5 separate regions of the Mus musculus genome follow, and regions 1, 2, 3 and 4 are each linked to region 5. A link is a contact called in public HiCAR-type and promoter capture Hi-C data. All regions are on one chromosome and are shown on one strand. The core of a region is the stretch at or near the end of the contact, and the rest is flanking DNA. Distances in the headings are between cores, read along the strand shown.

Evidence for each region. Promoter capture Hi-C pulls out the DNA fragments that hold promoters and counts their contacts. HiCAR-type assays count read pairs that join an accessible place to other places.
Region 1: a promoter capture Hi-C map of pre-B cells shows a contact between it and region 5, with 5 times the contacts expected there. The contact joins the promoter of Leo1 here to the promoter of Elovl5 in region 5. A contact is called at or near these places in 2 of 39 promoter capture datasets (liver and pre-B cells) and 3 of 115 datasets of contacts at active chromatin or transcription factors (astrocytes, forebrain and regulatory T cell precursor).
Region 2: a contact with region 5 is called in a HiCAR-type map of astrocytes, with 6 times the contacts expected there. The contact joins the promoter of Lysmd2 here to the promoter of Elovl5 in region 5. A contact is called at or near these places in 2 of 39 promoter capture datasets (cranial neural crest and hippocampal neurons), 1 of 484 Hi-C or Micro-C datasets (embryonic stem cells), 3 of 115 datasets of contacts at active chromatin or transcription factors (astrocytes, embryonic forebrain and stem cell-derived neural progenitor cells) and 1 of 9 other capture datasets (embryonic stem cells).
Region 3: a contact with region 5 is called in a HiCAR-type map of astrocytes, with 4 times the contacts expected there. The contact joins the promoter of Scg3 here to the promoter of Elovl5 in region 5. A contact is called at or near these places in 1 of 39 promoter capture datasets (hippocampal neurons) and 3 of 115 datasets of contacts at active chromatin or transcription factors (astrocytes, embryonic forebrain and embryonic midbrain).
Region 4: a HiCAR-type map of astrocytes shows a contact between it and region 5, with 2.7 times the contacts expected there. The contact joins the promoter of Tmod3 here to the promoter of Elovl5 in region 5. A contact is called at or near these places in 3 of 39 promoter capture datasets (embryonic stem cells, hippocampal neurons and pre-B cells), 4 of 115 datasets of contacts at active chromatin or transcription factors (astrocytes, embryonic hindbrain, forebrain and 1 more) and 2 of 9 other capture datasets (embryonic stem cells and liver).

The regions. Positions count from the first base shown.
Region 1 is chr9:75,440,137-75,442,836 of GRCm38.p6, reverse strand. Leo1 (Leo1, Paf1/RNA polymerase II complex component) reads right to left here and starts at 1,313. Exons shown (of 12, transcript NM_001039522.1): 1 at 1,202-1,313. The coding sequence starts at 1,259.
Region 2 is chr9:75,624,438-75,627,137 of GRCm38.p6, reverse strand. It overlaps Lysmd2 (LysM, putative peptidoglycan-binding, domain containing 2), which reads right to left and starts at 1,406. Exons shown (of 3, transcript NM_027309.2): 1 at 1,101-1,406. The coding sequence starts at 1,373.
Region 3 is chr9:75,682,716-75,685,415 of GRCm38.p6, reverse strand. Scg3 (secretogranin III) reads left to right here and starts at 1,360. Exons shown (of 12, transcript NM_009130.3): 1 at 1,360-1,781; 2 at 2,426-2,478. The coding sequence starts at 1,691.
Region 4 is chr9:75,558,293-75,560,992 of GRCm38.p6, reverse strand. Tmod3 (tropomodulin 3) reads left to right here and starts at 1,336. Exons shown (of 10, transcript NM_016963.2): 1 at 1,336-1,493.
Region 5 is chr9:77,916,080-77,918,779 of GRCm38.p6, reverse strand. It overlaps Elovl5 (ELOVL family member 5, elongation of long chain fatty acids (yeast)), which reads right to left and starts at 1,415. Exons shown (of 8, transcript NM_134255.3): 1 at 1,254-1,415.

The DNA.
Region 1 (2,700 bases), core at 64-2,563, 2.5 Mb after region 5:
TCTTGGAGAGTCCACTAACTCAATGGTAAAATGGAAGAAAACTGCCATGACCTTAAAAGAAGTTTTTAAAAGGGAAGAAAGGGGAGGGGAAGAAAGCGTAGAACTGCAATCATCTGTACACTCCACTTCCCTAAGCTATGGGTGGCTATGAGAAAGCACTACAGGTACATCTTACTAAACGACGCTTTCACCAGTGGATGCAAAAAAGCACTAAGCGTTAAGCACTAAGCTGGGGAGCGGGAACCTGTCTTCTCATGATTACATTCCCAACCCCTAGCAAGGTGGCCAGGAGATGATAGGGATCCTTGTTTACTGAATGAATGAAACGCTTCATGGAAAACATGGGAAGGTGTACACAGAATTGTGCCTCGAAGACACAGAGAATAAACTATGAGCAAAGCCGGGCACAGGAAGAGTTTAGTTCTCTGTACTTTTACTTAGTGCTCCCTCCACAACTGGAGTAATTACATACAAACTGGAGTTGGTGACGAATGGGGGGAGGGGCAAGGAAAATGACATGTATAGAAGTTAATTTGGGCCTGGGGGGGCTGCAAGAATTCTGAAGTTCATCTCGGATCTTTCCTCATTCTTCTATTCACATCTCAAATTCAGATATTCGTAGACCTGTGCCAGAAATGCCCCCCATGAACCATCATTCATTCATTCATCACCAAATCCTGTCACTCCTCTCCAAACACTCCACAAGTTTCCCCATTCTTACATCACAGACAAGGAAACTGGCTTTCCGCACAGGCTCTCCAAGGGCACCCATCGCCAGTGCGTAGTCCTTCTGTAGAACTCCAACCTGATCCCTCCCAGACCCTTCAGGGGCATCTACACTCTCCCATCAACTCGCCCTTTCACACGGGGCGTTACCGCGCCCGATGGGCAGTTGAACATGTCTCCACTCATTCACTGCCAGCCACCCTTTCAATTGGCCATGTATGCACGGAGGGGCGCAGGCCACACGTCCTCCCTTCTGCTCCCCCAGGAGTCCAGGCCGGTCCCTGATCCTCCAGGCACTGACTCCGCGGCGGTCTCCCCGGGAGAGGCGGGCACCGCCGGGCATGCAGGGGGCGCTGGGCAAGAGCTTGGGGACTTCGCGTTGCCCGGCGCCGCGCCTCCGGCCGAAAAGCAACCCGACGCCCCATGTGCCCATCCGCGGAGCTCGCCCGCCCGCCCGCCCGCCCGTCCGCCGCACCTTTGCGCTCGGCCTCGCTCTCAGCTTCGCTCCCGAAGAGGTCCTCCATGTCCGCCATAGCAGCTTGGTCCGCGGCCTTGGCTTGCTCGGCTCGAGCCTGCTTTACGGCCAGACCCGTCCAAACACGACGTGTCGTAAAGAGCCGCACAAAGACCTACTTTACTTTTGTGACCTAGTTTTCTCCAGCACTCGGCTGGCTCCGCCCCCACCCCCTCCACCCCCGCCCCGGTGTCTGCGCTCGCCCGCTACTCCGTTAGCCCGCTCGCACGCTGTGCGGAGCTTGGGATGCGGGTCAGACTTGTTTACGACCTGTCAGCTGCGGCCAGGTTTCTTAAAAATAGTTGAGGGTGGGTGTGGTCGCTCTGCTCTGGGGAGGCAGATCTCTGTGAATACCAGGCCAGGTTCGTCTACAAAGCGAGTTCCAGCCAGCCAGCCAGCATATGTCTACATACGTAGATCCTGTGGCAGAAGAATAAGAAATAAGTCATTGAGAGCTCTAGCCTGGAGTAGTTAGTGGTGCACGCCTGTAATCCAGCACTCTAGAAGCAAAGGGTCAGAAACCCAAATTCATCATCAACTGCATAGCAACTTCAAGAGCAGCGTGGGATCCTTGAGAACCCCCACCCTTAAAAAAAAAAAAAAAAAAAGGGCTGGTGAGATGGCTCAGTGGGTAAGAGCACCCGACTGCTCTTCCAAAGGTCTGGAGTTCAAATCCCAGCAACCACATGGTGGCTAACAACCATCTGTAATGAGATCTGACTCCCTCTTCTGGAGTGTCTGAAGACAGCTACAGTGTACTTACATACAATAAATAAATAAATCTTTAAAAAAAAAAAAAAAAAAAAAAAAAAAGACCTGGTGAGATCGCTTGTCGGTAAATGACTTGCCCTTAAAGACTAAAGATCTGTTTTCCGAAAATCCAGCACCTACTTAAACTCAGGCACGGCTTCCAACATCTGTAATCCCAGCTCTCAGGTCCAATAAAGGACCTTGTCTTAAAATACAGATGCTGGATGGTGGTGTCTAGGCCAGCCTGGTCTACATAGCGAGTTCCAGGACAGCAGGACAGCCAGGGCTATACATAGAGATTCTGTCTGGGGGAAAAAAAATAAAAAAAAGTAAGGTGCTGCCTGGTGGGGTGAAGAGCATTTCAAGAATACACTGGAAATCGGCCTTTGGCCTCTAGGCACATGGAAAGTAGCTCTGTACAGAGCTTGCCTATTATGAGTGAGGGTTCAAATTCAATCTGCACTGGGGAAAAATAAAAGATTTAGGACTAGAAATCCCAATATGGGAGGCTGAGGCAGGAAGACAACTGAGAATTTGAGGCCAGCTGGGGCCACAAAGACAGCCTGGATTACTAAGGATGAAGCTTTCAGTAGTATTAGGTTAGTTTCTGGCAGTATTTGCTCATTTCTGATCTCTTCTTTAAATTACATTTATTAAAATAAATTTATTTTTAATTTTATTTCTTTAAATGTGCATGGGTGCTTTACTTT
Region 2 (2,700 bases), core at 157-2,656, 2.3 Mb after region 5:
ACTTCATTACCAGGGTAACTGACACCCTCTTCTGGTCTTTCTGGGCACCAGGCACACAGAAGGTGCACATACATTAATTCAGGCAAAACACTCATACACTTAGATTTTTTTTTTCAGTTCTGTTTTTCCTAGGCTCTGACCCAAACCAGCCCTCAGTGAATGCTTGAAGGCAGGCTGTAAGAACATTTAGAACTGTGGAGAAGGGTCTCAAAATGGTTTGATCAAGCTCTCAAAACGCTTAAATGATAGATAGAAAGACTTGCTGGTAAACAAACACCTGGTTAAATATGCAAAATAGGTTACTCTGAAGATACAGGCGAGATCATTTTAATTCTGACTGCTGCCCCGACGCTTTCAGGAAAGATCATTGAAAACGGATACTGAGTTCCAATGTAAAAAGGCCATCACACAGCTCACAGTTAATTATAAGTAATTTTAATGAAACAATTTGTTCCCTCGGGTTTCCGTGATCTTCCCCAAGGTGTAATGAAATATACCCAAGACGCACACCCTTATAAATTCGTAAAACACGGCCCTCCAGCTCACCTAGACCACAGTTCCAGGCTGCTGTTTAGACAGGTGTCACGTTCAGGGTCGCCAGTGAGCACAGGGGTGTAATTTCACTTCTAAATAAAGAAGCAGAATCGATAGAACCAGAACCATCCACGGGAAGAACTGTACATCCTGACTCATCACAGCTTGTTTACACAGCGCAGAATTCGTATCGGTGTGGCTTTGAGTAAATAGGTAGTGAGCTCCGGGGAGGAAAACGGGGAAAGGTGGCTGTGGGTAGTGCCCAAAACGCGGGCCTCCTTGTTTCTCGCGCGACAGATACGAGCTGAGACTGGCAGGGCACTGGGAAGGCCATGCACTAGCTGGTCGGGGGAGCTCTGGCGGCCGCCCCTCTCCGCAGCAGCAGCAGCAGCAGCAGCAGCAGCAGCAGCAGCAGCAGCTTAGGCGCCCACTGCAGTTGCAGCAGTGCGCGCTGGGATGCGGCGCGGGGACGCGGGGACGCACGGCCTGTTCCCCACCCTCCGCTCCCACCCCCGACCCCGCCCGAGGGCCGCAGGTCCGGGGCCGCGGCGGCGCGCCCTGCTCACCGTGACTCCGTACTTGAGCGCGATGCCCTGAAGCGTGTCCCCGGCGCGGACCCGGTGCTCCACATGGCGCTCGATGACGCCGGCGCCCAGAGGCGCCCGCACGCTGGCCGTGCTGCCGTACGAGCGGGTCTTGGTGCGGGCCAGGCTCAGCGACAGCTCGGCCTCCTCGGGCTCCGAGGTGGAGCGAGAGCGCGGCGGAGGGGAGGGCGCCGAGGGCCGGTGCGCACGGGGGCCGCCTTCCCGCAGGGCCGGCGCAGGCGAGAGATCCGCCATGGGTCCTGCCAAGGCCGCCCGGGCGCCGAGCTCGCCAAGGGGGCGGCGCCTCCTCCTCCGCCTCTTCCTCCTCACTGGGGCTGCGGCTGGCCGTGCCGCGGGGGCGGCAGGCGCGAGGCCGAGGCGGGGAGCTGCGGGACCTGCATGGCGCGCGCCGCCCTCCGCGGCCGGCTTCTCCACGGCCCCAGAGGTCCGTGTGCTGGTGGGGTTAAGGGAGCTGAGCCCGGACTGCAGTGTGCGGGTCCTGTCGGAGAAGGCCCTGCGGAAGCGGGAGCTCGCCGAGGCCCGTGAGCCGACAGAGGCCCACGGAGGAGTCCTGGGACCCATGTGGACCCCAAAACCGTGCAGACAAGAAAGAGTCCGCCCAAAGCCTGCCCTGGCCACAGTACACCCCCACCAAGCTTTGCTTGCCTTTCCGGATTCCTCATTGGGCAGCCTGCTTGCTCAGTGGTACCCCCTTAATGACATCAAAATCTCGGTGGCAGGAAACCTTAAGATCACTGAACATAGATACAGGTCCCTGTCCACCTGGGTGGTACAGGTCTTCTGACATCCTCCCAACACACACGCACAACTCACGCGCACACCCTTGACAAGGTACTGACCTCAGTCACACACTAAGCCAGTGCTCTTATCACCGACCTATGTATACTAAGTCTTTCTGTTTGGTACTCAGGCCTGCTGGGTAGTCTGCTGGGAGCTGACTACCCTCCAATTGTTGGTAGTCCATTCCTCTTTGAAGACCAGTGCCAGTTTCAGGCCTAGGCTTGTGCAGAGTTAACTGGAGTCTTCTGCCCTAACTCTTGAGAGATGCCACCCCCACCCGTTCATCCATCCTTCCCTCATCCCCACCCCAATCCCCTTACACACACACACACACACACACACACACACACACACACACACACACCCGACTCTAGGTAGAAGAGAAGAGTTCTCTTGTTTCATTGGTTTTCTGAAGTTTGGTATGTTGCTGTGCCCACAAAGACAAAAGAAACCGTTTAGGACACACTGGAGGAAGAAGAGCGGCAGCAGTAGTCCCCAGTATCACCCACCCCTTAAAGATTCTTCAGTTTTTCCCTGAATATAAACCCACATTGGCACCCAAGTCAGTTGTTTTTACTTTTCACATATATACCGCATCCTGACCAGAAAACTTAACCTCCTTCCTTACTCCCATCTTCATGTTTCGCCTGTGTTGTTCCCTCCATCAGCAACAGTATTCTCCCAAAACCCTGTCTACTGCTCATTTGTCCACTTTTAGGTTTTTTTTTTTTTTTTATCTATGTGTGTGTGTTCTGTATGCGTTTTGGGTGATCGCGGAGGC
Region 3 (2,700 bases), core at 111-2,610, 2.2 Mb after region 5:
GCTACATTTATGTAGGTTCTGGGTCCTCTGCAAACCCAATGAACCATTGCTCTAGCCCATGAGTTAATTTTTAAGACTGCAGCATACCAGGATAATGATACTGTGCTACCCACCATTGAGAAAGATCTATTCGTTTTGAAGTAACTGCTAGATTTGAAGTACTCTGTAACAGATTTTAATGTATCAATTTTTAAAAAAGATTCACATGGAAACAAAAGGACTTTTAGATTCTTAACTGAAATACTTGCATGACTATTAAACTCAAAACCTCCAGAAAGGGAAATCTGTTTGTCAGTGGGTTTGTTTGTTTGTTTGTTTTCATGTATTTAAATAAGTAACTTGGTCCATGAGAGGGAGGAGCCAGAAATCAAAGGCCTGATTGTGCTGGATCCTTCTTTGTGGCCATTCTTCAGCTGGGTTCTCAGCAGGCTGCAGTTGAAAGGGAAAGATCCAAGTTCTGCTTAAAAATCAGACTAAAGAGCTTGCTCAGCACCCCGCTCACATTATGCTACTCGCATTCACCACTTAAAAGTCTTTGGATAGTAAATTGTATGCAATGACCTCAGTCTTCCAGGATATTCTCGGATTATAGGAAGCACCCCTCTGACTTGCTTATGAGGAGAGGAGTATTTTTCATGGCTTTCCCTTTTCTTGAAAGACTCTCAGAACATCAAGATCCTCAGGTATAAATTAGACCCGGGGAAGAATGTCACAAAAGCACACTATTTTTCCTACTTGGTTAGAAGAAAGAGAACAAAACTGAATATTTCTGGTGAGGACTCTCGCTCCAAGAGGGACAAACGGGTTGTTTTGTTTTGTTTTGTTTTGTTTCCTTCTCTAACTATGTGAGAGTGAAGTTTTATGCACAATGTATTTGAAATAATATTCGTGCGCTTTCCTAATCAAAAGGCTCCTGTGGAGCTGAGATGCAAGAGCATCAAAAGACTGTCAACACAGATCAATAAAGGCAGGTCTTTATAAGGTTTGATAGAATTATATCTTTTGTTTATAACAGAATTTTGATTATAGTAGAATATAAAGGTATAACAGAATTTTGAGTATAGCAGGAAGGGATTTTGGAGTAGAGACTGCAGAAGAATAACAATCAAAATTAGACAAAGATTACCCATGTCTCCTTGACAAGTTCACGGGTAGAGAGGGCATTTAACCCTTGAGGTACAGCAACCATGCCTATCGTCCAGCAATCCTGCAATCCGGCCCGACTCCGACGTAGAAACATACCCAAGACTGCGGCAAGGAAAATACGCGAGCAAGCCTGTCTCCCCTCCCCCGCTCCGTTCCCGCGGGATTGGAGTAGCGCTGGGTCGCTGACGCCATCCTCACGCCTCTGGTTTGCATGGAGCATGCGCCTCCTCCTCATTTCCTCTCCTGGAGCTAGTGGAGTAAAGCTACGCCCAGGCCCGCGTCCGCTGGCGGCGCAGGAACTTCAGCACCCGCGGGGCGGACAGCGCCTACCGCACCTGCTCACCTGCTCTGGGCGCCAGAAGAGCCTGCATCCTCCTTCCAGCCCGGAGCAACTGCGCCGGAGGCGCCCAGACCCTCTCCCTTCCCGCACCCAGGCTCCTGTCCCTTCCAGCTTCTTAACTCCCCTTCTCATTCATAACAAAAGCTACAGCTCAGGGGCCCAGCGCCAAGCTCTTTCCAGCAAAGCACAGAAGAGCAAGAAAGAATGGGGTTCCTTTGGACCGGCTCTTGGATACTGGTGTTGGTGCTCAACAGCGGCCCAATTCAAGCTTTCCCCAAACCCGAAGGCAGCCAAGGTATGTGGACATTGCTCTGCTTTAGAGTTCTCTTTCATTTGGCCCAGCCAAGATAAAGCTTGATGTGACCCGTGAGCTCTAAATCGCCCTGCCTAGTTTTTCTCAGCAGATCTCGTATCGTGCATATTGACAGAATATACACGGTTTTGACTTCAGAGAACGAAGATGGATTTTTCTTTCTCCTTTACTTTTAAAATAATAGAGCGATAACATGGTCTTATTTTGAAAAGGGGAGCGAGTACCTGTGCTTAAAGTGGCTAGGATTTTTTTTTTTTTTTTTTGCTCATTACACATGCAGGATATGATGATCTCTTTTAATGTACCAGCAATGATAATCCAAATAGTATGTTTCCAATTGAAAAGAGCTAATAAGCTAAGAATTAGAACTATATGTTAAATTTCTGATCAGAAAATAAAAGTGTGATTGCATTTAATTCAGGATATGCAATAATATAATAAGCATACCAACTTTGGAACTCACCATGTATACAATTGATAATCTTTGCTACTATAAATTTTATTTTATAACATTCAGAATTATTTCTCCAAAAAATCTTTTTTCATTGTGTTTTTTATTTTAATAGGAAACATATTTGACCACCCAAATGCACAATTAAATTTATATTTATGTGTATTTATTCTAGACAAATCCCTGCATAATAGAGAATTAAGTGCAGAAAGACCTTTGAATGAACAGGTAGGTCAGATGTAAAATTATAACTCCTATGTTATCTTATTCACTGTTGTCACTTACTGTAGTTTCCTTGTGATATTTTAGCCATTTTACATTTATAAACTCCAAGACATTAATAATAAATTGACAAAAACTAAGATGATAAATCTGGTTCCACTAATTCTGTGTTCTCACAATTAGTGCACTGAGTTCTTATAGCACATGGGCTGAGGCATGATGATAACC
Region 4 (2,700 bases), core at 87-2,586, 2.4 Mb after region 5:
GATGGAGCAGGAAAATGGGCACATGCTGTCTACCAGGTGATTAGAAACAGCATCTGTTAAAAACCACTGCCTTGCTTGGACCCATAAGATAACTAAAAACAGAGTAACCCCTAACATCTATGCTTTCATTTTGTGTCTGCCTTCCTGTTTTGGGTTGCCTAGGTACCTCTGCATGTGGACATATTTACCATTCAAGGACTTCTCTCATGGTCCTTCAGGATAAAGGCATAAAACTAAAGTATGAGAGACATCTTAGAGTCAGCTTTTACAATTACTCCTCAAAGGCACCTGTGGTCACTTTGGATTCCATGAAAATGGTCAGTTACCCATCCCATCCATGGTGGGGAGGATGCATCTTGGAACATGAGCACTTATCCTCTGAGAATGACATTGCCCCCTCAGGCAAAAGGGACTCTTGGGAACAACTTGCAGAACCAGTCTTAAAGAATGACCAGCCAGGACACATTGTGACCAGGATTGCTCAATTATACATACAAGAATGCTTCCTGCCCCAGTTGCTCTGCTTAAATCTAAAGCTCATATGGGCTTATTGACTTCTTTATCTGATCCTTTCCTAGGTGTGTGCATTAATGAAATATATCTCTGCTTCTCACCTTTACTCCTTTGTTTAGTTAGAGGCACCACACCTTGGTGCGATTTATGACCTTTTCTGCCATAAATTGCTTTAAAAAGACAAAACAAAACAAAACAAAACAAAACAAAACCCAAACCAAAAAAACCTCATGTAGCCCAGACTGGCCTTGAACTCTGTATGTAACTGACTGATAAACTTCTGGTACCCCTCCCTCTGCTTCAATTGCTGGGATCTGAGATTACAGGCATGTAACACCACATCCAATTTATACATTATTTGGAATTAAATCTAGGGCTTTGTGTATGCTTGTGTAAGCACCCTACCAACTGTGCTACGATCCCAGTTCCTTAGCTTTTATCTGTCTTCCATGACAAGTTTGAAAGGCTTTCCCATTATCACGCTCTCCCATTAGTAACCAAGGGATTAAGAAAAGCCTTACTCTGTATTATTTGTTTACAAAAGGCCCACCATGCAAGAAGGAAATGTATTACCCAAAAAAAAAAAAAAAAAAAAAAAAAAAGCCTATAGATAGGCTTTCTACCTTCCAGAGGGTCACGGGCAGGTACATATACAGGAGCAGAAAGCATTTTTCTCAGCCTAGTGTCTGTACCCTCTTATAACAACACCCTTCCCATTGTAAAGGACCAGGTCCGTATGTATGGAGCCGCACCCTTCTCCCTTGAACTACAACTCCCAGCATGCAGTCTGCCCCACGAGTACGCACGCGCGTGGGAGGGGACAGTGAAGGGGAACCAGCAATACAGACAGCGCGGTCGGGTTTAGGGGCAGCTGGCGGGAGGATTCGGCAACTCCCTGAACTTGAGGCACCGCGGAGTGTGGGCGCCGGGAAGAGCGATTCAAACCTTGCGGACTGTGCAGTGGGTCGGCGGCCAGACAGGTGAGTTCAGCCCAGTGCTTTCCAGGAAGTCCGTCGGCGGGCGCGGCAGCGGGTCGCTCCGGCCTGGGCGACTAAGAAGGGAGCGGCTGTGCTTCCTGCGCCTTGCCCGCGGGCCTCGCTAGAGAGCAGAGGGTGCCGGGCCGTTCTGGGACGGCGAGCTGTGCTGGGTGTCGCCCGCGGCCAGGCGCGCAGGCTCTGGGCTGGGGTTGAGTCACTTGTGGCCGGCCAGCAGGGGTTCGGAACCGGCCGCCTGGGATTCGGGGCCGCCACTAGTATTTGAGACCGGTCTCCTGGAGTTCGGGACTGTCTACGTAGGGTTTGGGGTTTGGCTGTCTGGGTTTGGGACCGGCCGGTGCTCCGGAACCGGCGTAGCTGGGAAGCTGTCTGAGAAGCGCCTTGCCTTGCCGCCCCTCTACCCCAGCCTTCATCTCGCTGCCTGGCTGTTGTTGGATGAGAGGAAACCCACAAAACTTGGGACACACCCTTTTTGTGATTGAAATCTGGTGTCTTGCATTGGCCATTTTGCTTATCTGCTCTGCCCTGCCTTAGAATAAGTTTCTGGCTCCTGTGCAGCACAGCTGGGGCCAGCTGTGAAGCTGATGCGGGTTTGTTTTGAGGACGTGACTGGGTCGTTGTATCTTCGCTTACAGAAGTTGATGCGTTTCCTCCGCAAGTCTGCATTCTGATTACAAACAGAAATGGGAAACAGCCCCAATTTTTACTTTCCTTTTCTTTCTCGACTCTTTCCCTCTCTCTTCTCTGTTTAAGAATCCCCTTTCCCCTTTCGAATCCTACCACACACACACCCCACCCACGTTCCCTTTCTACTCTCCCATCCAACCCACCCCCCTCTTTCTTGTCTTCTAAGAATCACATTCCCAACTTGACCTCTGCTTCTCTTTAAAAAAAAAAAAAAAAAAAAAAAAAAACCCAAAAACCACAGTCATCTCTTTGGTAATGAACACTGCAGTAAAACTTATCCCAGGAGGTCATACTTAAACAGGAAATGAGCCTGTGGAGATTTGCTGGCTATGAGCAGTCTTCTTTGGTTTCTGACATTTAGTGCAGTTCATGTTTCTTTTTCTGAAAAACTTCGGAATAGGTTTTTTTTTTTGCATATTAAATTGATTAATCAATTGACCTGTCATTATTTTAGAAGAATAGCTTTGCTCAGACTCCTTTTTATTAGTTCTCTTCCTAGTCCTGG
Region 5 (2,700 bases), core at 166-2,665:
ATAGAAAAGGAGATGGCCTATGGTGGATGTTCCTGGCACTGACGTTATCAGGAGAAAAATCTCAAAGGAAAGTAGCCCCCCCCCCTTTTTTTTTTTCAAGGTCAGAGCTTTCGCAGAGAAACCCGGCAGTACTGGGACTGACTAGATAAACGATGCACCTGTGCCCAGCCATAGATAAAATCTACGGTGTGCATTCGCATTCATCTAATGCAAAGCTGACTGTATCTGTAGATTTTTGACCCAAATGCTGTGGCCTGAGACTTTGCAAAAGCACAAAGACTTGCAAGTACAAACCAACAGGTTATAACTGCCAAGCGGTTAGAGGAACGAATTACAAAACCAACAGACAACACTGGCCCTCCTGTACAACTGTACAAAACACTTCCTGCCACCAGCCCTGACATTAAAAAAACAGAAAGACAGTCGAGGCTTGGGAGGAGGGCTGCTCGCTCCCCCACAATTTCTTATCAGACTTCTCCCCGGGTATCCTCCAGCTAGGGAGTCATGCGTTGCATTCTTTCAATCGCCCCCTCCCCTTACGAAAATTCATCCAATGCATCCTTCAAATTTGCAATCAAGGCGCCTGGAGATAAGCATAATGTAATCTAGAGCAGGGACGCCAAGTTCAAAGGTGCCGAAGGCTTCAAGATCGTCTAAAAAGAACTCTCTCTGGACCTTACTATCTCCACCTCAAGGATAGGGGAAGGGGAAGGCTTGCTGGCAAGCAAACAATAAAGGACACTTTCCCTAAAACTCTGAGCAGCGCACTTTATGGATTCGCAGACTCCAGGCCGTTACCCGCAGCTATGCGTCCGCGTCTCCACCCTCCCGGGGCAGGCTGGGCTGCAGATACCCGCTGGAGTGGTCGCGGGAAAGCGGGCGTCCCTGGCAGCAGCAAAGGAGAGGAAAGCAGGGAAAGGCCAGCGCGCGGCCCCAAAGCCCGGTACTGCACGGACCCACGCGGACTCCTCCTCGGCAGCCCTTACGGTCGCTCAGAGAAAGCTCGGAGGAAGATCCAAGCGCGCCGCCATCCTTCCCTGCGATCTCCGCGCCTGTCAGTGCGCCAAAGTGGCTGCCACCCACGAACAGGTGCGAAAGCATCCATCCCGGCGGAGCTCCGCTCGGCCCGCGCCCCGCGCTCGCCGGGCCACGGTGCCTGCCGCCCCCCGCCCAACCCGGACCTCACGGCGCCAGCAGCCTGGCCGCACCCCAGTGCCTTGGCACCCGCCAAGTTCCTGAAGCAGGCGGCTCACCTCTCTGCCTGAGCGGCTACGGGGAGCACCGGACGGCAGCAGGACCGCGCGAGCAGGAGGATGTGCAAGCGGGCGCGGGAACAGAAGCAAGCTGCAGCCGCGATGCAAGAGGAAGGCGCCCGGCAGCTTCAACCCCGGCGTGGGCTGACCGTGACGTCACAATGGCGCGGCCAGCCAATCCGAGCCCGGAGGCAGGATCAAGCGCTATGATGTCATGCGGCCTTGGAACCAATCCTGGGGCGATAGAACTTTCGTGATTGTAAATTCCAGAATCAGATGCGGTGAGCAGAGGAAGCCAGGGTTGGTCTCCTGTGGTTCACGTGTCTCGGGGCAGTTTTCTTGCTTCTTCCTAATAAGCCTGCGTGGGACGCAGAGTCTGCGCAATAGCCACAGTGAAGTTCTGGATGCCCTGAACTCTTTCCAACAGCCGGGGGGCAGGGGCAGGCTTGGCGGTGGTTTTTTTGTTTTTGTTTTTGTTTTGGCAGGTGCCCACCCACCTAACGGGTTTCGCCACCATTGTGAAGGGGACCCTTTTCATGGTTTTAGCAAGGGTTCTAAAACCTAGGTGGAGCTGCTGTTGCGCAAATTGAAGCAACAGAAATCACTCAGAACTTTGCAACCGTAATTCTAGGATAGGTTGATCACACACTATTGGGAGTTTTGATATTTCTACTCTACGAAATTATCAGTCTTGTAATGAAATACTGTAATGTCTTTCAGCTGGGCAAATTCAAAGACTTAAAAGGGACGCAGGTACAAACATAAGAGCCTTTCTAGTTTTCGCTGCTGTTTGATAAATCAAGGCCTACAACTCTTACTTCAAACGTTAGAAATGTAACCTTTTGTTGTGCCCCCTTTGCTTTACACCCACTGACACAACACAGCCAAGCAGTCATTCAGTGTAGAAACATTTTTTTTAAATTATAGTAAAATGTTTATTGTATATTCAGCAATGTTCCAGGACCCAGACCACTGTCATAGGAATACGAATATACAAACTATAAACATTAGATAATTTAAACATTCACAAATTGCTGTAGCAATAACAATTAGTTGCCATTCATTTCTATAAACACTGAGTAAGGACCGCCTTCCCCGCAACAGTGCTGAGTGCTAACCATAAGTGCATGTCTGTCTGTCTATACAGGAAGTGTCGTTCAAGTGGCATGTGAGTGGTCATCTGTGCAACCTGGCCTCCTAGCATTCACCGTGTTCATTGTAATTGTCTCGTAGCTTTCACATACCAGGGACCGCTAAGATCTGTAGGCAAGTAATGCACTAAATCTAGCTTGTTTCTCCCCTCAATGGCATTTACAAGGCTCGAGGCATCATCTGCGACAGTTCTTTGTAATCTGGAGTATGACAAGAAGTCCTAACCATTTTTTTTTTTTTTTTGAATGGGTGAAGCATGAACTCAGCGGTGCCATGTTTGATCCCTGTTTCAGCT